Regions from separate parts of the Mus musculus genome. Here regions 2, 3, 4 and 5 are each linked to region 1. A link is a contact called in public ChIA-PET and promoter capture Hi-C data. All regions are on one chromosome and are shown on one strand. Each heading gives the region's core, a stretch centred on a gene start, on an enhancer-like site or on the middle of the called end of the contact. The rest is flanking DNA. Distances are from core to core; before and after follow the strand shown. Region 1 holds the start of Akap17b (A kinase (PRKA) anchor protein 17B). Region 2 holds the start of Upf3b (UPF3 regulator of nonsense transcripts homolog B (yeast)). Region 3 holds the start of Sowahd (sosondowah ankyrin repeat domain family member D). Region 4 holds the start of Septin6 (septin 6). Region 5 holds the start of Nkrf (NF-kappaB repressing factor).

What was found. Promoter capture Hi-C pulls out the DNA fragments that hold promoters and counts their contacts. ChIA-PET counts read pairs in DNA pulled down with a chosen protein or histone mark. Capture Hi-C pulls out chosen DNA fragments and counts their contacts.
Region 2: a contact with region 1 is called in a promoter capture Hi-C map of erythroid cells, with 12 times the contacts expected there. The contact joins the promoter of Upf3b here to the promoter of Akap17b in region 1. A contact is called at or near these places in 7 of 39 promoter capture datasets (the C10 cell line, cranial neural crest, erythroid cells and 4 more), 1 of 484 Hi-C or Micro-C datasets (B cells) and 1 of 9 other capture datasets (liver).
Region 3: a contact with region 1 is called in a promoter capture Hi-C map of adipose tissue. The contact joins the promoter of Sowahd here to the promoter of Akap17b in region 1. A contact is called at or near these places in 3 of 39 promoter capture datasets (the 3T3-L1 cell line, embryonic stem cells and hematopoietic stem and progenitor cells), 1 of 15 datasets of contacts at CTCF or cohesin (embryonic stem cells), 4 of 115 datasets of contacts at active chromatin or transcription factors (embryonic stem cells, large pre-B cells and stem cell-derived neural progenitor cells) and 2 of 9 other capture datasets (adipose tissue and embryonic stem cells).
Region 4: an RNA polymerase II ChIA-PET map of memory CD8 T cells shows a contact between it and region 1, with 7 read pairs. The contact joins the promoter of Septin6 here to the promoter of Akap17b in region 1. A contact is called at or near these places in 5 of 39 promoter capture datasets (the C10 cell line, hippocampal neurons, liver and 2 more), 1 of 484 Hi-C or Micro-C datasets (embryonic stem cells) and 1 of 115 datasets of contacts at active chromatin or transcription factors (memory CD8 T cells).
Region 5: a promoter capture Hi-C map of erythroid cells shows a contact between it and region 1, with 19 times the contacts expected there. The contact joins the promoter of Nkrf here to the promoter of Akap17b in region 1. A contact is called at or near these places in 15 of 39 promoter capture datasets (the 3T3-L1 cell line, the C10 cell line, HPC-7-derived erythroid cells and 8 more), 5 of 484 Hi-C or Micro-C datasets (the Ba/F3 cell line, Th1 cells, embryonic stem cells and 2 more), 9 of 115 datasets of contacts at active chromatin or transcription factors (the NIH/3T3 cell line, astrocytes, embryonic forebrain and 4 more) and 1 of 9 other capture datasets (pancreatic islet).

The regions. Positions count from the first base shown.
Region 1 is chrX:36,643,189-36,647,080 of GRCm38.p6, reverse strand. It overlaps Akap17b (A kinase (PRKA) anchor protein 17B), which reads left to right and starts at 1,667. Exons shown (of 7, transcript NM_001081956.1): 1 at 1,667-2,031.
Region 2 is chrX:37,108,701-37,112,592 of GRCm38.p6, reverse strand. It overlaps Upf3b (UPF3 regulator of nonsense transcripts homolog B (yeast)), which reads left to right and starts at 2,271. Exons shown (of 10, transcript NM_026573.3): 1 at 2,271-2,517; 2 at 3,339-3,445; 3 at 3,572-3,678. The coding sequence starts at 2,362.
Region 3 is chrX:37,047,108-37,050,999 of GRCm38.p6, reverse strand. It overlaps Sowahd (sosondowah ankyrin repeat domain family member D), which reads right to left and starts at 2,155. Exons shown (of 1, transcript NM_173779.4): 1 at 582-2,155. The coding sequence starts at 2,076. The coding sequence ends at 1,093.
Region 4 is chrX:36,987,851-36,991,742 of GRCm38.p6, reverse strand. Septin6 (septin 6) reads left to right here and starts at 2,048. Exons shown (of 10, transcript NM_019942.5): 1 at 2,048-2,364. The coding sequence starts at 2,335.
Region 5 is chrX:36,901,442-36,905,333 of GRCm38.p6, reverse strand. It overlaps Nkrf (NF-kappaB repressing factor), which reads left to right and starts at 1,869. Exons shown (of 3, transcript NM_029891.3): 1 at 1,869-2,598. The coding sequence starts at 2,333.

The DNA.
Region 1 (3,892 bases), core at 418-2,917:
TAGCTTCCGCTGTGAAATGGACAAGGGCAACACTCAGTGTTGAGAACTTTTCCCAGCCAGAAGTCGCCCAGGGGGCTCTGTGGCAATTGTGTAAAGAGGATGAGAGTCGGATAATCAAGCAGGAGGGATGATTTATTTAGGCCAGAGTGAGCAGCAGGGGTCTTGACGGAAGTGAATGAAATTAACATTAACCTCCACACCAGGTAATCAAGCAAAACCAGCCCTGTGACAGCTGCTGCTGTGAGAACCTCCCCAGGGAAGGAGTTGACAGTAAATCTCTTAAGTGTCAACTTTGTGATTTGTCATCTGAGAAAGTGAATTCCATGTTGATGAACTCAAAGAAATGTCATCTGGGCAAGGGTTGGAAGGGACACTTAGTTCCTGGTGTCTGTTTTCAAAAGATTTAAGGCAATTGGCTTACATTCAGAGAAGACCCTCAATTTGTGTCTTTGAACATCAGAGCCTGGAACAGTGGGCCAGGAGAATGGTCTTTAAATTGTTAGAAAACCATGGAGAAGGAGAGGCAAGGCTACCTTTGCTTATCCTCAGGCTAGAAGGCCAGAGACCAAAGTGACCATCGCAGAGTCAGGGAGTCTTGGTGCCTGGTTCCTGGAAGTTTCCCAGCATACAGGGTCTAAGCTCCTGTACTGGATACTGGACAAGAAGAAAATAAACCCACAACCAGTGAGTGTTCTCCTAGGTTCTTGCTGACTTCTTGATGGGGAAGATCTGGTCAAGAGAGTGGCTAGTTCTCAGCTATGACGGTGGGTAAGTCTCTCCGTGATGTTTTTTTCTCTTGTAAAAAATGTGTATGTGTCCACAAGTGTGTGGAGGCTACAGGTCAACATCGGGTGTCTTCTTGATTGCTTTGTTCCTTATTTTGTGAGACGGGGTCTCTCACTGAACCTGAAACTCACCAATTGCCTAGCTAGCCTGGCTGACCAGCAAGGTCCAGAAAGCCACACAGTATCACCACCTCTGGCCTAATTCCCATTCCCTTTGCAATGGGAATTGCAAACTCACCCTACCACATTCCAACTTTTACACCCTTGCTACAGATCTGAGCTGGGTCCTCATGCTTGCATCCCCCTCCCCCAGTCTTGGCTCTCTTTCTTTTCTTGTGCTTGTTCTTTATCGAGACAGGGTTTCTCTGTGTAGCCCTGGTTGTCCTGGAACTCACTCTGTAGACCAGGCTGGCCTTGAACTCATAGATCCGCCTGCCTCTGTCTGTGCTGGGATTAAAGGCCTGTAGCACTGTTCTCTCTCTCTCTCTCTCTCTCTCTCTCTCTCTCTCTCTCTCTGTCTCTCTCTCTCTCTCTCTCTCTCTCTCTCTCTCTCTGTGTGTGTGTGTGTGTGTGTGTGTGTGTGTGTGTGTGTGTGTGTGTGTGTGTGTGTGTAGTGGGTGGGTGTTGGTGGTGTCTGCAGTCTCTAAATCACATAATTAGGCAGTGGGGTGGGCGGTGAGTAAACTGGACAAAACCTTGAGCTAGTTAGAACCTTGCAATGGAATTAACTTTGGCCCTTGCTTGGCTGTACAGGAGGGGCGGGGTTACTTTAATGCTTGCTCGGGAGAAGGCGATTGGCCCTGGGGAAATCCTAGGGGCGGGTCTAGTCGGTGGTTGCCATTGGTTCTGCCGGCAAGTCAAGGGATGGCAGCGAAGGGGGCGGAGCTCTCGAGGGGAGTCAATTGGTCCGCTGGAGCCCACCAAGGGATTGGAGCAGGCAGGCGTGCAAACCTGCACCCTGTAGCCCCCAGCCAGGAATCAGGAGGCAGCCACCTGGAAGCTCACGGGGCCTGCAGCGGGGCGAGGGGCGCTCGGGGCGTTGGCACGAGCGCGCGCGCCTGCGTCGCCTTCTCGGATGCGGCGAGGACGACTCTGTGTCGCGACCTGAGCCATTCAACAGCTGGCCTCGCCCGCGGCGGTGGAAGAGAGCGACCAGGAGGGTTGATCCTTGACACTGCGGCGGCTGGAGGGAGGCGGCGGCAGGAGCGGTAGCGGTTCCGCTACCCCAGCGGAGCTAAGCGTGAAGGTACAGCGGCTGCTGAGGCTCCCGATAACACCCCCCCCCCCCTTTCTGAGAATCGACCAGGCGGCTGCGTCCTTCTGCGTCCCGGTTGGCCGGCCGCCCTGGCCTACCGGAGTCTTGGGTGCCTGGGAGGCAGGGCCGCGTTGGACCCTGAGTGAGGACTTGGGAGGGGTTTTGGAGAGAACCCAGGTAGCCAGGCCTGCTCTAGGTGGAAACCAGGTTTTCTAGAGATGCCCCTAGGCTTTCCCCCTTGGATCCATTCGGCTGCTCTCTTGGGTCTTGGTGCCGCACTAGGGGGCGCTGTGGCCGCTGCTGCAGCTGAGGTCACTGGAAGCTTTTCCTTAGGGTGTACTAGATTGCTTAGGAAAGCTGAAGGATGCCCTCCTCCCTGCTGTATGCAAAAGCCAAGGGCTCTGGTTCTCAATCTGCTTCAGTGACATTCATTCCAGTTAACCACTACCCAGGGTCCGTTGCCTCTGCCCACTGATGACCACCAAGGGCCTTGTGAGGTTCCTACCGTGGATGGAATTAAACTGCTTCTAATTTGACCCAAGAAAGCAGGGTAAACCTCTAAGCCTTTGGAATGCATAGTCTTGAGCTTTGAGTAGATGGGCAGAAGTATCAGGGAAGAAAGCAAGTTGGGGAGCCTCATGTCTTGGATACTGCTGTCTCTGAGCATGTTGGTCACTGGGACTAGTACCATTTTTACATTTATCACCTGCTTATGAAACCAGTCACTACCTGAGCACTTTTGAATGTCACTAACTCTAAACATGTGTTGATTGGAACCCTGGAACTCTGAATTGCAGTATGGGGACTACCTGGGTCTTTTTATTTCCCACAGGGTTTCAAAGATGGTACCCATTTTACCTGATGTTCTTCCTGTCTCAGATCTACCTTTGAAACCTCATACTGTTGAAATACTGTAAGATTGTGAAGTATAATTGATAGGGATGCCTTTTCAATTCTGAAAATGTAGTGGGGATCTCTCAAATTCAGTTTTTTAAAAGAAAATTTTTTTTAAAGCATGTGAGATTCTGGTAGCCACACATTTCTTTCTTTTTTTTTTCTTTTTCTTTTTTTTTTTTTTCTTTTTGGTTTTTGGAGACAGGGTTTCTCTGTATAGCCCTGGCTGTCCTGGAACTCACTTTGTAGACCAGGCTGGCCTCGAACTCAGAAATCCAGCTGCCTCTGCCTTTTGAGTGCTGGGATCAAAGGCATGCCCCACCACGCCGGGCTGGTAGCCGCATATTTCTGTGTTCTATTTTTTATTCCTGTGTGGGGAGTGTATCCTCTCAAAAGGATGGAGTAACTTGAAGCATGGGGTAACTTCCATGAAAGTGTTTTTTACTTCAGTTCTTGTAAAGCACATGGAAAAGTGGAATGAGCCTCCAGGCACTGGTGCCCAGGGAATACCAGCTGCTATACCCATCAGAGGACGGCTGGGGCTGACTTGAAGAGGAAGTATAAGGTAGAGGGTAGGGCATGCAGAAACCATCTTCTGCAGTAGGTGGACTCGAGGTCTCCCATTTATTCTTAACCAAATATCACACAAGAAAAGTGTGGCTCATTGGTCTATTTTTTTATATCATATTCAGGCAACAGACCCAAGTTTACTGGATCCATGTGTCATCAGAAGAAATGGTGAGGCTTGTTGATGGTGTGTGTGTATTGTGTGTGTGTACACACATGAGAGAGAGAGAGAGAGAGAGAGAAGAAGCTCTCTGCTGTTAAGGCTAGCTATGCCTTTTATTTTCCCAGCATGCACCCCTGCCTTTGTCAGAGAAAGGAACTTATGTTTTTTTTTTTTTTTTCAGAATGGAAAAGAAATCTTACTTTAATTATAATTATAGAATCCTTTTAA
Region 2 (3,892 bases), core at 1,022-3,521, 460 kb before region 1:
TAATAAAGTATCATTAATAGTGTCAACAATTGGTTCTTGCCTGTGAAATGGATCTCAATTTAGGGGTAGTCATTGGTTGGCCATTCCCACAGTCTCTGCTCTAATTTCTCCCTGCACATCTTGTAGGCAGGATACATTTTGAGTTGAAGTTTTTGTGGATGGGTTGCTGTCCTTATCCTTCCACTTGTTTCCTGCCTGGCTATAGGAAGTGGCCACTTCAGGATCCATACCCCCACCCCCACCCCTCTGCTAGGAGTTTCCCATGGTGTCCAAGCCAGATATTTATAAAACAAAATAAATGTTAATAAATGTTGTCTCATGCCAGGTGGTAGTGGCACACCTTTATTTTAATTCCAGGACTCCAGAGGCAGATTCAGGCTAATCTCTTGGAGTTCAAGGCCAGCCTGTTCTCCAGAGTGAGTTCCAGGACAGCCAAGGCTACACCCTGTCTCCCTATGTCAAACAAACAAACAAACAAACAAACAAACAAATGTACGTCTCTTGGGGAGGAGAAGGAGAACAATGAAATTTTAGTTTGCTGCCCAGACGAGTGAACTCAGTGATCTTGTGGTTCAGTAACTGGAAGTAGCTCCGGCTACAGAACAGGTATCTGCCACCATATTCAGCTAGCTCTGTCTACCTAACACACAAATATGCTAGTATCAGACCCCCCCCCCCCACACACACACACAATACAGGACTACAAGAAAGACCAAAGTTTCAGCATCTGGCCAACTTAGATGAAGGTCATCCTTTGTAGCAGCAAAATTTTAGTTCTCAGGTTAGTGCAGAATATAAATGAGGGAAGCTTGCTCTCCAGACCCCATTTCTTAATTGCAACACACCATGGTTATTTTTAATCATGGTGCTGAGAACCACCTGCCCAGATCAGGAACCTGCCACACTGAGGTGGGTCAGTGCCTTGTTTCTTTGGCCACCAGCAAACTGTACTGGAGACTCCCCTCCCCTTCAGACAGACACACCAGCAAAATGCTTTATTCTTCTCTTCCTTTCTTCATTTCCTCCCTCTTTCCTTCTACAGAAAACATCTTGTTGGGTATTTCATGACCCTCCTGACTCAGCTTCCCCAAAGCAGGGACTACAGAACACGCTACCACACCTGGTTAAAGAGTCCGTTTTATTGCTCAAATTTATGGCATGTACCAACTACTAAGGCATTGTACTTCATTCTGTGAATGTATCACATCTTGCTTGTCCATTCAACTGTTAATGGGTATTTGACCTTTTTCAAAGTGAAGAAAGTGAACAGAATCAAGTTGGATATTTTCCTTTCCCCATCTTGTTGGATAACAGTGTTGGGAGAGAATTCTTTAATTTGGAAAAGAAAGAAAGGTGGTGAAAACAAATGTAATACATTTTGGTTATAATTCATTGAAATTAGTATCTTGTGTGTTTCTTGAGCATGTGTAAATCCTAATGCCTCTGAAAGTATACTTCAGTTTTAAATAGCTTTTCCTTATCTGTTTATTTACCTGATGGTTGTTTGGTTGATATACGTACGGTTCCACTATCTAGCACTAATTTGCCTGAAAGTTGCTATTTAGACCACACTTTGAATTTGTCTTGATCCTTCTCTTTCAGATTCCCCAGTGCTGCAATTATAGGCTCACGTGGCATAAAACCTTGTGGGTATTTTTTATCTGAAAAAGAAAAGCACTAAACTTTTAAGATTAAGGGATCATAGCGGGGCAGTGGTGGCGCACGTCTTTAATCCCAGCACTCCGGGAGGCAGAGGCAGGTGGATTTCTGAGGTCTAGACCAGCCTAGTCTACAGAGTGGGTTCCAGGACAGCCAGGGCTACACAGAGAAACCCTGTCTCAAAAAAACAAAACAAACAAACAAAAAGATTAAGGGATCATATATACTTAAGATGTTTATGGTATTTTTATCTGAAAAAGAATCACTAAATTTTTAAGATCAAATGATCACATATACTAAAAATCTGGATGATTCCCACATTTCTAATCCTAAACGGGCAGCTGCTTTGCATGCTGGGAGTTGTAGTCCAGAAACGAGTCGTTTCTAGACAAGATGGCGGAGTTGCTAATGACGCGCTAAGGGGCGGGCCCCGAGGGAATCTGGGCCGCTAGGGGATTGGGCAGCATGGGGACTTCGGCAGGCGGGAAGTAAAGGTCAGGTATTAAAACCCTAACCCCGAGTGAAACCGAGGGCCTTAAACTCTCGCGAGATCTCCGGGAGCCCAATGGAACGCAGGGCTCTGCTTATCACTAGGGCTATTTGTTAGGGGCGGAGCTCCTGAGGTCTCTCCCGGAGAGTCGTAGGTGCCCGGCGTAACGGCTTAGCAGCTGTGCCACCGCTCTAAAGAGCGTAACCGTGGCCATGAAGGAAGAAAAAGATCATAGGCCTAAGGAGAAACGAGTGACCCTGTTTACGCCGCAGGGCGCCACAGGCGGCTGTATTGGCGCTACTGCCGAAGGCGCCAAAGGGGACGATAGGCAGGATCGCAACAGGGACAAGAAAGAAGCTTTGAGCAAGGTGCCTATCGGGTGGTGGCACAAGAGGGCGGGACATGTCCACGGACTGGGGAGCATGGCTGGGAATGGGGCTGCTCTCTTCCTCTCCCGGGTAACTCTTCTGTTTCTAACTGAATGGAAATTGCTTCGCACTGTCTCACGCACTGGTGGAAATGGGATTAGCAGGTTCTGATAAAGCCCCCGAAATGGGGGGATGGAGGGTGGGGGTGAGGGAAAAGGAGGGTTCCCAGATGAGAAAAGGTTAGTTCAGAGCTGCGACGGTGGGGTAGTTATGAGAGAGGGGAGCAGCAGGAAAGATAGGGGAACTTTAATTGGCTTGAATTGCTAAATAGACCTTGCCACACCAGGGGTTAGGGGTGGGAGTAATTGTGAAGTACGTGTTAATGCAAGCGAGTTGGGGGAGCACATTAAGAGGATTGATGACCAACCTGGAGGAGCAGACAGATGGAGGGCGATGGGTAAAGGATTTCCGTGGTACACAGAATGGGGAAGGGAGTTCATTTAGCGCATTTTAGACCGGTGAGAGAGACAATGTCGCGACACCGACAAAAGACCAGAATTCGTTCAAAATGGGTTTTAAACTCCATTTAAGAACAGAACCTGGGATTTTCCTTGCCCCAGACAGTTGTCACTTCCAGGAGTTTGTATAAACCCGCGTTATCCATACCTTTGAGTAATTCATAGCATTGGATTGCAGGAGAATATGTTCGGTGTTTTTGTAAGTGTCTGTATTTTAGAGCCGATTATCAGAAGCCATGATTCTGGTATGCCAGAAAGTTGGCTGCTATGTACTGATTTTCCTTTCCTCGTTTGTTTCCTAAGGTGGTAATTCGAAGATTACCTCCCACTTTGACCAAGGAACAGCTTCAGGAACATCTTCAACCTATGCCTGAGCACGATTATTTTGAGTTTTTTTCTAATGATACTAGGTAAAAAAAAAATTAATATTTTACCCTCCTTTTCGCTTTTTGGGCTAGTGTCTTTAATGTGTATGTGTTTGCAATTCAGTCAGACACCTGAAACCATAGTCACGTAATTGCTTTCCGTCTCTACAGCCTTTATCCTCATATGTATGCCAGAGCATATATCAACTTTAAAAACCAAGAAGACATTCTTTTATTCAGGGACCGATTTGATGGCTATGTATTCCTTGACAATAAGGGTGAGTATACGATTTAGGAGAGTTTTTCATGGTTACATTGAACAGAGTGTGTGCTGCCACTTGCGGTATGTGCCTGTAATCAGAGCAAAGGATGCAGAAGCAGGAGGGTGACTCCAAGTTTGAGGTCAGTCTGGACTACATAGAATGACCACTGAGAGAGAGAGAAGAAAAGAGATAGGGTTGAGGAGAGGGAGGAAGGGGTGTGGGAGAGCAA
Region 3 (3,892 bases), core at 906-3,405, 400 kb before region 1:
CACACACACACTTCAGCTGAATCAACTCTCCTGTGCTCTGCTTCATTCACACTGTTTCTGAATGGGAGCAATTTTCCAAAACTACAACTTTCATATTACACTTAACTCAAAAAACCAAAAAGAACCATGGATGAGAGCCAGGCACGCTTGAATGAGGAAAGCCCTGTCTCTACTGAGTGGGCGTGTCTCTTTGGAGACCACAAGGCAGCTCAATTGCTGATGCACAATGAACTATCGAAAATATAAGTCTGATGGCTTTCCCTTTTCATTAATTACCCTTGGGCCTCCCTCCAGGACAACTCTTCTAGGATGAGACATGCACTTAAAGCCAGATGTGGATGCCAGGGCTGAGGGAGCAGGGGGGCGGGGGGGGGGGGACTGTGTATCTCTGCTCAGAGCCAGGGTGAATGGCATTCCTTTGGTGCAGGGCTTCTGACCATTTTCCCAGAGAATGAAGCCCAGAGCCCGCCACAGAGCACTAGCTTCAAGGAATTGATTGCTACCCTCTTTCCTGCAAATGGAAGTAGGTCCCCTTTACCCCATGGTTAATGAGAAAAAAAAAGACACTCAAAGACAGCTTTGTTATGTGGGGTGAAAATCCCCTTTAATGTACTTAAGAACTCATTCATGATATATTAGACTCTATGAGACTGCTCAGGCCTGGCCAGTCTCAGGAGCAGGTTGCCAGAGGCTAACTCTACCAGCACATGGGGATATTTTAGCAGCAGACCCAGGCCGGCAGGTATTAGGCATTTGCTCTGCATCAATAGTTTACAGTCTTAATTTTTTTTTAATGTTTTCAATCTACCCGGAAAAGTCCACTAGAAGCTTAATTTAGCCCTCCTTCTCTTCCAAGGAGGATCACGAGCCCCGTTCCAAATGTCCCAAGTCCCACAGTATTGGAGCTGGGTACCAGGGCCAGCCTGGTTCTTTGGTCTCTTTCTCTATTGATGTGACAGTTAGCTAGCTACAGGAGACCTGGGACAGGACTAGGGCCCCAGATGTGGTCAGTGTACCCACTGCATCAGAGGAGCATCTGCTTGGGTGGGGTCAGGAACAACCTAAGAATGAGTTCTCTAGTCCATGTCATCTTCAACGATTCTGGGTGAAGGGGAACAGATAGCGCCGAAGGCAACGGCCTTGTCCTTCCTGGGTGCTTGATGCCTTCTTCTCTTTGACGGGCTGAGACGCCTCTTTGTAGTGTACTCCCGTGGACTTGATGCACGATGCACTTGGGGTGCGTTTCAGCCACCGAGAGGTGGTGGTAGTAGTGGTGGTAGTGCGGCTGCTGTTGTTGTTAGCGTTTTCGCGCTTCCTGTCGCGTTCAATCTCCCACTCTTCTGCCCCGGACAGCTCCCGGAGGTTCAGAGATGCATCGGGCCGCAGATAGTGACAAGGTCGATTGCCACTGTGATCTCGACGCGAGGGGTCAGCACCCAGGGCTCCCACCAGCACCTTGATGACCATATCATGGCCTTGCAGAGCCGCCAGGTGGAGTGGCGTGAGGCCACCGCTGCCAGGGGCGCTCACATCAAACGGCAGTCCCCGGCGCCTGGCAAAATCGTGCAATAGAATGAGTTCCTCGTGGCGCCCGTGCTTGGCCAGCCAGTGCAGGACGCTGTAGCCTGTGATAGGGTCCTCCCGCATCAGCAAGCTGGGCTCAGCCTCCAGCATCTCCAGCAGCACTTCAAAACGGCACTCGGCAGCCGCCAGAATCCACGCGTGCTCCCGCGGCTCAAGGCACACTCGGCTGCTGCCCTGTCCGCTGGAGCGGCGGGACCCAGGCACAGCGGGCTCCAAGTGCTCCTCCGACAGCCACCCGGCGGGAGCCGCCCCCTGCAGCCCCAGCAGCTCCCGCAACTCCCCACGCCGGCGCGCCCAGCTTGCCCCGCTCACGGTCAGGGCGCTGTGGAAGATTCGCTCCTGGGACAGGTTGGCACTGTCCCTGACGGCTTGTACTTTGTACCTGCCAAGGCAATGGTTGTCCTTGATCTGCGGGTCGCTGGGCGCCTCCGACTCGGCCGGCCTGTTCGAGGCTTTGGGCAGCGGGTTCCCGTCTTCTAGGGCCTGGGCCATGATCTTCCAGGTCCCGCCTGGGTGGCTCCGGGGTCTAGCGTTCGTTGGCCTTCCAAGGGCCCCACAGGGAGAGGAACTGGAGCTGGCGGTGGGGAAGGAAGCGTCTTGAGCAACTGGACTCCGAGGGAGGGAGCGAAGAAGGGGAGGAGAAGGACCGGTGGGAGGGAACAAGCCAGGAGAGGTTGCCTTTGTGGGCGGTGGGGGGCGTGGAGGGCTGGGCCGTCCAGTTGCGTCCCCTGCACCGGCCAGGCGTCTACATTCTGGGGACCAGTTCACCAGGAGCGCGGCGACCTCAGGACGCGACCCGCTCTACTCCAAGAGGCCAGGTGAGCAGTAGCCCGGCTTCCCGCACCTGACTGGCGAACTAGGGAGAGTGTGGGGCGGGGTACGTGCTGCTCTGGTCACTCCGGTTCTCAGCATCCCTGCAGCTGCTGGGGTGAAGAGGTCCCAGGTCGCCTCTTCGTCTGTGGATTGATCTGGGCTTCCCGTGACAGTCTTCAGGAGCGCGATCTTGGAGCATCAGGGGCGATCGCTCCCCCACCCTCTCTTCTTTCACCCTTTTCGCATCAGGAATCTTTTTGCACTTTGTCCCTATGCTCCTTCTCCCTAAGGCTTCAGGGAGGCAGCCTAGCCCCTCTGACTCAGGCTCGTCTATCCTGCTCTTTCTGTAACCTTGACCTTCTGCACAGCAGCAGCAGCAGCAGCAGACGCAGGAGCGCTGTCGGGGATTCCTGCTGAGAAACTTGAAACCAGGGATATGGTCAGAGAGGTATTCCCCAGAGCACAACCGCAGATCTCTGCCTGATTCTGCCTTCTTCCTTCATTACTTCTCTGGGTGGGTTTGAAAAAGCATCTGCAGGTGAGTCGGACCCAGCGCCGCAGACACACAGCTTCATTCATCTCTGATATTTCCTTAAGAAACTTGCTGATGTTAGTAAACGCATAGCTTCTAGTTTTTAGAAAAAGGTCCATAGTTTATCTTTTTATTCCAGCATTAGACTATTCTTAGTCTTTCCGTTTATCAACGGATGATTTTACTGTTTGCTTAATTTTTGTTTATATCTTTGAGACAGGCTGGCCGGGAACTACAGGTGAATCCCCCTGCCTCCGATCCCAAGAGACAACAGTTCTTATATTTTGGAAGCGGGGTCTTATGCGGCCAAGGCTGGCCTGGAACTCAATATGTAGCCAATAATGTTGGATTTCTGATCTTTCTCTGTCTTCCTCTCATGTGTTGGGAATGCAGAGGTGCCCATCCCTTGAGACAGTCGTTCTTACCCCCTCTCCTCACAGTGTTAAGGCACTCACTCTGCCTGCAAGCTAGAGGGAGCTACACCTTTTGAACCTGGGAGGGACACAGTCATGATTCAGGATGTGTTTAGAATATGATGTTGAGAGAAGTAGAGGCGGAAGCCAGAGTATTGAAGCAGTCCAGATCAGGATGGGTGGCGACTGAGGCCAAGCCAGCCCTCTCATCTGGGACTTACTGTGGCACCAGCCATGGACTGTGTCAGACGGTGACTTTTCCTCCTTGCTGTTCAAATATTTAGGGCCAGCTCTAAATATCTTGAGTGTTCTTTTGTGACAGTATATGAATTTTAACCTAATTTAAAAATATTTACTCTGTGCTAGACATTGCCAGATGCCTGATATGTGTTACTTCTTAGTTCTTCCCCCCATGGTCTTAGGGGCGAATAATGATTTCTACTTTCAGTTTGCAGAGAACTTAGACCACTTGCCCAAGGTCACCCAGCAGGAAGTAGCAGAGTAAGTGTGTGTGACACGGTAGCCTTTGTTCTGGCACAAAGAGACTGCC
Region 4 (3,892 bases), core at 799-3,298, 340 kb before region 1:
AGCACGGACTCAAACCAGTTCCAAAACTCCTGTAGAACTGAACGGTCTTTGTAATGGCAGACAGCAGGTAAGGAAGCAACAAGGGCATTGCAGGGGATTTGAATTACATACTCTATCTCAGGCTGGGAGGTCGTGCATTGTACAAAGATCTTGTTCAGGTTCTCATCCCCTCTAGGGACAGGCAGCTGAGTGTGCTACTTCCGTAGGGCACCAAGGTATCTGTGCTGAAGTGTCCCCAGTGCTCTGATGTCTTATGTGGGATGTGTATGTAGGGGCTAGAGGCAGGCATGACTCTTCACAGGGTCCCCACAACCTCCATCCAGCACAACCCTCCTTGTAGCAGCTCTTAAGTCTGTTTTCAACCAAATCCCATGCCAGTAACAGAGCTCGGCCCAGGCCCTTTGTCATCTACTATGTGCCAGCCTTTGTCAGGGGAAGACTCAAAGGCTACCTACTGGAGGCCTAGCCTGGAAGCAGCCAGCGCCTCTGCTTCCCCACCCCCATCCGGTTGAGGCCCAAACCTTAAAGCAGTTCCTCAATTTTAGTCTTGGCTTTATATGTTTGTACTACATCAGTCCAGGGCCTAGGCCTTCCCCCAAGTGGTCCTGGGGGTCTCAGAAATTACAGCTGCTTCTCTTCCTTGATACCGTCACCCACCCTGTGGCCTCTGACTGTTCCAGGCTCTTCTCTTTTAGCCCACTCTCTTGAGTATCTAGAACATTGATGAAACAGGGATCACTTAATGGGATCCTGCTTTCAGCACTGGGGACACGTTTCAGAGAGTCCTTGTGCTCAGGATGTAGAGGTTACTTGAAGAGTCCCCGAGAGAACACGAGAAGCATTCACTGCTGGGTGCAGTGCAGGACCAGGGCAGTTCTATTGTAGACACTTTGGTTCCCTGCTTCTGCTCTCCCTATACTTTCTAGGCCTGGTCTTTGTGTGAGATCCCTCTCCCTGGTTCTTTCTTGTTTTCTGCTGTCCCCTCCTCAGGAGAGAGACCTAAGATCCTATCGTTCTGAAGTGGGGGCCTCCTGGGCCTTTGAGAAACCATATCTCACCAAGTTCATCAATCATACGGAGCCAACAAAAAAGCCAATCCCAAGACAGAGAGAGAGAGAAGAGGAGAGGGGTGGACTCCAAGGCTAGGGAGGTGGGAAGCATGCCAGGAAGAGGGCCACCAATGGCAGTTGTCTGGGAGGAAAAGGAGAGCAGGCAGGCATCTTTCTAGCCTTTGGATGTTATGAGCTGTCCCAGGTCAGCCATATGGTCCTGGGATGAATAAGTATTGAGGAACGATTGGAACTGGACAGAATGATTACCCCTCCTGTATCTGCATCTGCCTCAACAGAGCTAGAGACCTTCAGTTCCCATTCTTAGACTCCCTTCTGGCTTCTAACCTAAAAGGTGGGATGTTCTGCATCCCTGTTCGCCCTGTTCATACTGAGAGGAGGGACCAGAGTGGGACCAGTGACGTCAGTTTCTATTTGGTACAGTAGTGGAGAGCTGGGCTCCTACTGCACCTCAGGACAGGAGCGATGTCCTCCACAAGTCCCAGCTCAGTTGTGGGGCTGCACTGCAGCTCCCCAGTTAATGCTCCATTTCTAAGCTGTAATGTGGTGGCGCTGCAGGTGCTGCAACCCCTGTCCTGCCACCGCCCCTCCCCAACCCAAGGAGATAACAGGATTAGTTAGGGTAGACTACGGGAAAGCACTGACACTCCAGAGACCAATGCTCCCACCCAGGCACCCAGGGTTCTCAGTTGGGAGCACAAGAGGTTATGGGGGCTGGGAAAAGAAAGCGGACTGCAGATCTCAGCCTAGGAGCAAAGAGTAGGAGGGGGAGGAGCCAGGACACCCTTCCAGCCTCAGGTCTGGGGGCTCAGGGATGTAAAGGAAAACAGGGTGTGTGTGTGTGTGTGTGTGTGTGTGTGTGTGTGTGTGTGTGTGACAATTCAGCAGAGGTCGGGACGTACCACGGAGCCCAGTAGCGGCAGGGAGGGGGGGGGGCGGAGGACGTGGTCACCGAGGGGAGCCCCCGCCCCCTTCACAGAGGCCGAGACTCGGGTTGCAGAGAGAACTGGAACTGGGCTCGCCCTAGGGGAAGGCAGCGCGGCCAATCCGTCCCCTCCCCACACCTACTCTGAGGGGGTGGGTGATAGAGGAGAGGTTGGGGTTGGAGCAGCGGTGAGGGGGCCCCTCCCTGGCACCTCCCTCCACCAGACTTGGTCGCGCCCGAAGTGTAACACTTTCTCTTTGTCGGAGGAGCTCTTCTGTTTCCTGTGCAGCAGCTCCCGTTGCGGAGGCACCCGAAGCAGCCCTGGCGGACCAAGGAGCGATGGCAGCGGCCGATATAGCTCGCCAGGTGGTGAGTGTAGGGCTTGGATACCAGTCCCCGGGCTAGGGGTTGAGGGTGTGGGGCTGGGGACGGCCGAGCAGACTTGGTTGCGGCTCGACTACCACCACTACCACGAGGAGGGCAATGGGGTAGCATCCAGGAGCAAAGAGGCAAGGCGGGACTTTTTGCTCCTGGGGTCAGCGGCTCAGTCTACTCTCCCCGCAGCATGTCCTGGAGACCTGTGTTGGCGGGAGGGTGGGGGGGCGGGAGGGTTGGAGAAGCATACTGGCGGGCAGCTGAACTTGCATCGCCGGAGAGAGCTGCAGTGAGCGCCTCCGCCTCCCTTGCTGCAGCTGCGGCCCCGCCGCTGGGGCGTTGCCGAATGAATGGCAGCATGGGTCTGGAGCCCTCCGGGGCCCCTGTCCTCTTAGCTTGGGAGCGCCCCTGCCACAGCTGCCTGCTGGGACTCCAGCTTGCTCAGATAGAGGGGCGCGGAGCTGGGGGGTAGCCCGGGACCTAAGGCAGAGTGTGGTGAGGGGGGCGGGGAGGTGACTAGCTGGAGTAGGGTTTCTCCATATGCATTATATACGTGACTGCGTCTGTATGGGTATCAGCGTGTGCGCATATATGTGCATGCGCGCCCTCCTGCCTTCCCCGTGGCAGGGTTATGTGACCCTAAATGAGTTGGCCTGTTTCTGTGTGCTCACCTCTACGGTGTGTGTCCCTGTGTTCCAATGCTGTGTCCACTTGTGCTGTGTCCCACGGGGTCCCATTTGTGTATCTGTGGAAGGGAGGGAGGGATGCAGTTTATCCCAGCCTGTAGGTGGCTGGTTGGGTATTTTGGCACGTTCCTGGACGGTTCCCTGAGCGTCGGTCTTGGGTTCAGTGTACATGGGTTTATATGCTAAAACCTGTGGCGCTAACATCTTTCTGTAGAGACCAACGAGAACAGTGTGAGACTTGCAGAAGCAGTGTTCTCTCTTTCGGTAGCGATCAACTCTGGAGGAAAAAAAAAATCATCTTAAAAAACTAAAGTTTTCCAGCCTGGGATGTGCAGAGAAATCATACCCAGGAACCCGAGGTTCCATGTTTGTTTGTTTTAGGTCTGAAGTTTGCTTACAAAGATGAAAAGTGGTGACAATTCCACCAGCGCATCAGCACAATAAGCTGAAGCAGAATGAGGTAGAAGGCAGCCAGGCATAGCCCACTACCCCAAATACTGCTGGATGAAAAATGATAACCCTGTAACCTCCCATTTATGAACAGCCTGTGCAATGAGACTCCTGTGCAAAAGGAGGGGGTGGGGAGCAGCCTCTGGGGAGTTGGTGTAATTGCAATTGATTTGTTGTCTAAATCTGAGTCTCCAATCTGATAGCATTTTCTCTACAGATAAAGAAGTTTATTCCATTTCCTGTCTGGCTTTGGAAGGACGGGGTGGTTTATTCGAAACCTAATCCACCCCGTGTACAGCCCAGCCTTATGCAGCCATGGTGTAGAAGGTAGAGGCAGTTGTGAGACGCTGCTTGACAATGATGGAATTTGAGAGATTTCTCAAGAT
Region 5 (3,892 bases), core at 620-3,119, 260 kb before region 1:
TTGTGTCCCTACACCTAGCTTAAGACTCCCCTCTTTTTAAGATTTATTTTGTGAGCATTAGTATTTTGCCTCCATGTATGTATGTACAACACATGCATACCTAGTACCCACAGAGGTCAGAAGAATGGTTGTAAAGCACCGTGTAGGTGTTAGGAACACAACTCCTCCTCTGTAAGAGGAACAAGTGTTCTTAACCACTGACCCATCTCTTCAGCACTAAGACCCTACCTCCTAATGCTATCACATTGGCCATTAAATTTCAGCAACTGCATTTTGAAAGGGACATAGCCATAGAAGCCTGAAATGGATCAAATTATTAAAACACAATCACCTTATGATGTAGACTCTAAGAAACTAGGATGGTGCAAAGAGAAAGACATCCATAAATCTGACTAGCCTATGGCATGCCCATGAAAGCCAGTGCAGGCATTAAGAGCAAAAAAAGGAACCCCCTGTTTTCATAGAGTGGTTATTTTATCAAGGGAATAAGAGTCAGTTGTTTTAACGTTTTTCTTTCTCAATTTTTTATTAGAAGATTTAAAAGACGCAGTGCTAACTTGTGAAAGATGTCAAGACCTAAATTAAAATGACACCATTGAGTGGAAATAGTTACATGTGTAGAAATGTGCAAAACCAGAATATAATATACGCTACAACATTAATCAGCAGTGGATATACACCTAGAAGGAAATTTGAACAGCAGTTCTCAAGAAAACATAATTAAGAATTTACAGCTTTTCGTAATAATTAGGTGTGGACCCATTCAATAATGAGTTTTGGTATTTTTAATAAAGCATAGATACTGTTATTGAGATTTAATTGTAGGGCAATTTTTCCAGTGAAGTAATTCTCTCCCTCTCATGCATCCCTTCCTGTTTTCCTAGCATCTGTCCTCCCTTACTCCCACAGACACACATAAACACAAATTAGAAGCTACATTTGTTATTCTTGTCAATCCGCAAGTTGAGCATAGATCAGAATCTGTATTCCAAGTATCCAAGAGGCCAGGCTAAGTTCGAAGCTAGCCTCCCTTTTTCGTTAAAGTTGAGGGTAATACTGCTAGTGTAAGTGTTAAATCTATGCGGGGTTCATTCTCATTACCATGGTTGCCATCTGTATAATGATTTGTCCATTATTCTGCCCAGCGGCTATTAACTAGTCTTTTGGGTCTTTAGTAAACTGAAATAAAAATACATGATGATACGCTTTGTAATCTCAACACTTGGAAGGTTCAGGCAGTAAGACAGACGTTCACGATCACTCTTAGTTGTACTGTGAGTTGGAAGGTAGCCTGGGCTGCAGTTGAAAAACAAAACCATGTGCCGTGTGTGTGTGTGTGTGTGTGTGTGTGTGTGTGTGTTTTGACTCGACAGACAATACAGAATTGTCTGTAACCATGATCAGAAAAATGTAAGAGGGTCAGCTAGAGAAGTGTTGCTGTTATTTTCTTTGCAAATGTCGCCTTTTCAACCACACTTTCACAAGCAACTCCAAAGCTGATGCTGAAAGACGCATTGTTTTTTTTTTTCAAGCTATTCTCTGAAGAGGCATCTCAGAGCTAACAGAAAAAAAACATGCCACATCCCCTTGAAACCCAAACCCCTTTCCAAGGACACAGCTAGAGCATAATGCCAGGCATCACAGCCAACTAATCACCTGAGGGCACCTTCCAGGGACTTAACGGAATCATCAAATTCTAGAACCCCACTGAAGCCCCGAGAGTCCCCTACCAGGAGTCTCCGCCCTTCTGCCAGTCAGCAGAGTGCGTCAATGAAGAGTGACGTCAGAGGAAGGGAAAAATGCCCATCGCGCGAGATTTCGCGCGGGACTTTGAAGTTGGAGACCGGTTGCGGCTCATGCGCTGTGGCCTCACAACCTCAGGGTGGCACGCGGGGAGGTAGGGTGAGAGACCCGAGCCGGGGAGCGCAGCGTGCTGGTGCTTCTCCTCCTTCTTTTCTTCTTCTTTTTATTTTTTTTTTTTATTCTTGCCGCTACTCTCTCAGTGTGTGGGTCCCAGGGTCCGCAGAGGTGCTGTGTGGCAGGGCCCAAGTCCGCTGCCTAGTGTGCCCCATATATAAGGAAGCCCTCACGTCCCCACATTAGTTGGAGCCGTGCGGCTGGCGTGGCGACAACGACCATTGACCCCCCATCCCCGTTTCTCTGTAAGCGTAGCCCCCGCCCCCCCCAGGCACATACCCCCAGCCCCCCCAGTCTCAGCCCTGAGCGTCCCTCACACACAGGTTGCCCCCCCCCAACCCCAGCCGCCTCGCTTGCCCCCGGCCAGTTGGTAGGCATCGTCCCCGGGGGCCGTCCCCACTCTGAAGCAGAGAAGATGGCTGGAGGACGTCTGTTGCTGGGGGGCGACTTCCTGTCGCCGCCGCCGCTGCCCCCCCTCCCGCCGCCGCCGCTGCCGCCCCTCCCGCCGCCCCCGCCTGAGCCAGTGCTGGAGCAGTGGCGCTATAGCCACGAAAGTGACTGGCAGTGGGCTCTGCGGCGGAGCTTCATCTGCCGGCACCTGCACAGCTATCCCGGGGCTGCCCTGGACCAGCTCCTCGCGCTCTCCGCCGCCTGGACAAACCACGTTTTCCTGGGCTGCAGGTGAGGATGGTGTTGGGAGGTTGAGTTAGGGACAGGGTGGGAGATGGGTGATGCGGGTCGGCTGAGTGATGGAGGTGAAGAACAGATGACGGATGGTGGAGTTTGGGTTATGGACAGACCAAGGCAAGGAGAGAGTCAGTAAAGGTGGTCCAGATGGGAACCGGGGCAGGATGCGGATTATGGCTTGGAGGCTTAAGATTTGAAATTTTGCTAGAGGACATGGAGACGCTTCACTAGTCGTTGCGGGGTGGGGTGGGCGATCGCGGTTGCAGGCGATGACATGACAGCCCATGAGGGCACAGAGATGCCCCTCCAGGACCAGAGATGGAGATAAAGTAGATCCTGGAAGAGGGTCATTGAGAGGTAGTCGTTGCGATTGGTGATAAAGAGCAGAACCTCAGACCCGCATAGGGGCTTCCAAGGATGCGACATCTGCAGAGGCTATTTGATGGAGCTTCCGAGGGGAAGACAAGGAACTCCGCAGTTCTAATCCTAGTCTCCAGACCACTCTCTTCTTCTACCTCCATGAAATAAAGCAACCCCCTCTCCTTGCAGCCCCCCAGCCAGGTCTTATCATCTTCTCCTGGGGAGGCGGTATGTGTCGGGTCTTTGAGCCGCAGTGTCAGACTTGCTTGTAGATTTGCGCATAATGTACTCAAACAAAGAAATGGATCTATCTGCTGGAAAGATGGATTGCCATCTTTTCACCTTAAATGGGATAGGAGGAATTAACATTTGGCCTCTGTGTGAGGTTTTAGGGCTGTATGTCTCTCTCTCTCTGTGTTTCCTCCTTTCCTAGAACCTGGTGGCTTCTGAACAGGCCTCTTGGAAAGCACTTTGCGTTCTATGGAGACTGCAGTATGGTTCCAACGCAGGTTTTTTTTTTTTTTTTTTTGAAACAGGATGTTTGGATCCGCTGTCCTTCAGAACCTCAAATTTGGCTTTATCCTAGACTAATTACTTCAGTAGACTGGAAAGATTCTTTATATTCCTGTCTAGCAGTCAGTTTGTTTTTATTAGGAAGAATGAGAAATTCTGGAAGATGATCAGATTTGGTTCAGCCAGATCAGTTCTAGGAATGACTGTAAACAATGCAGAAGAAATTGTGTACTCCTACCTTAATTGTTGAACATGGCAGCCAGTGTGAAACTTCGCTTTGCCCTATCACAGAATTTTATATTTTTCTATCTTCTCTAAGTTAACATAATTTCTACTTTTAGAGATAATGGCTATTTGCTTGGAGGAGCTGGTTGCTACTGGGAAAGTCTCAGCAATTAGTCCTCAGATAAATCTA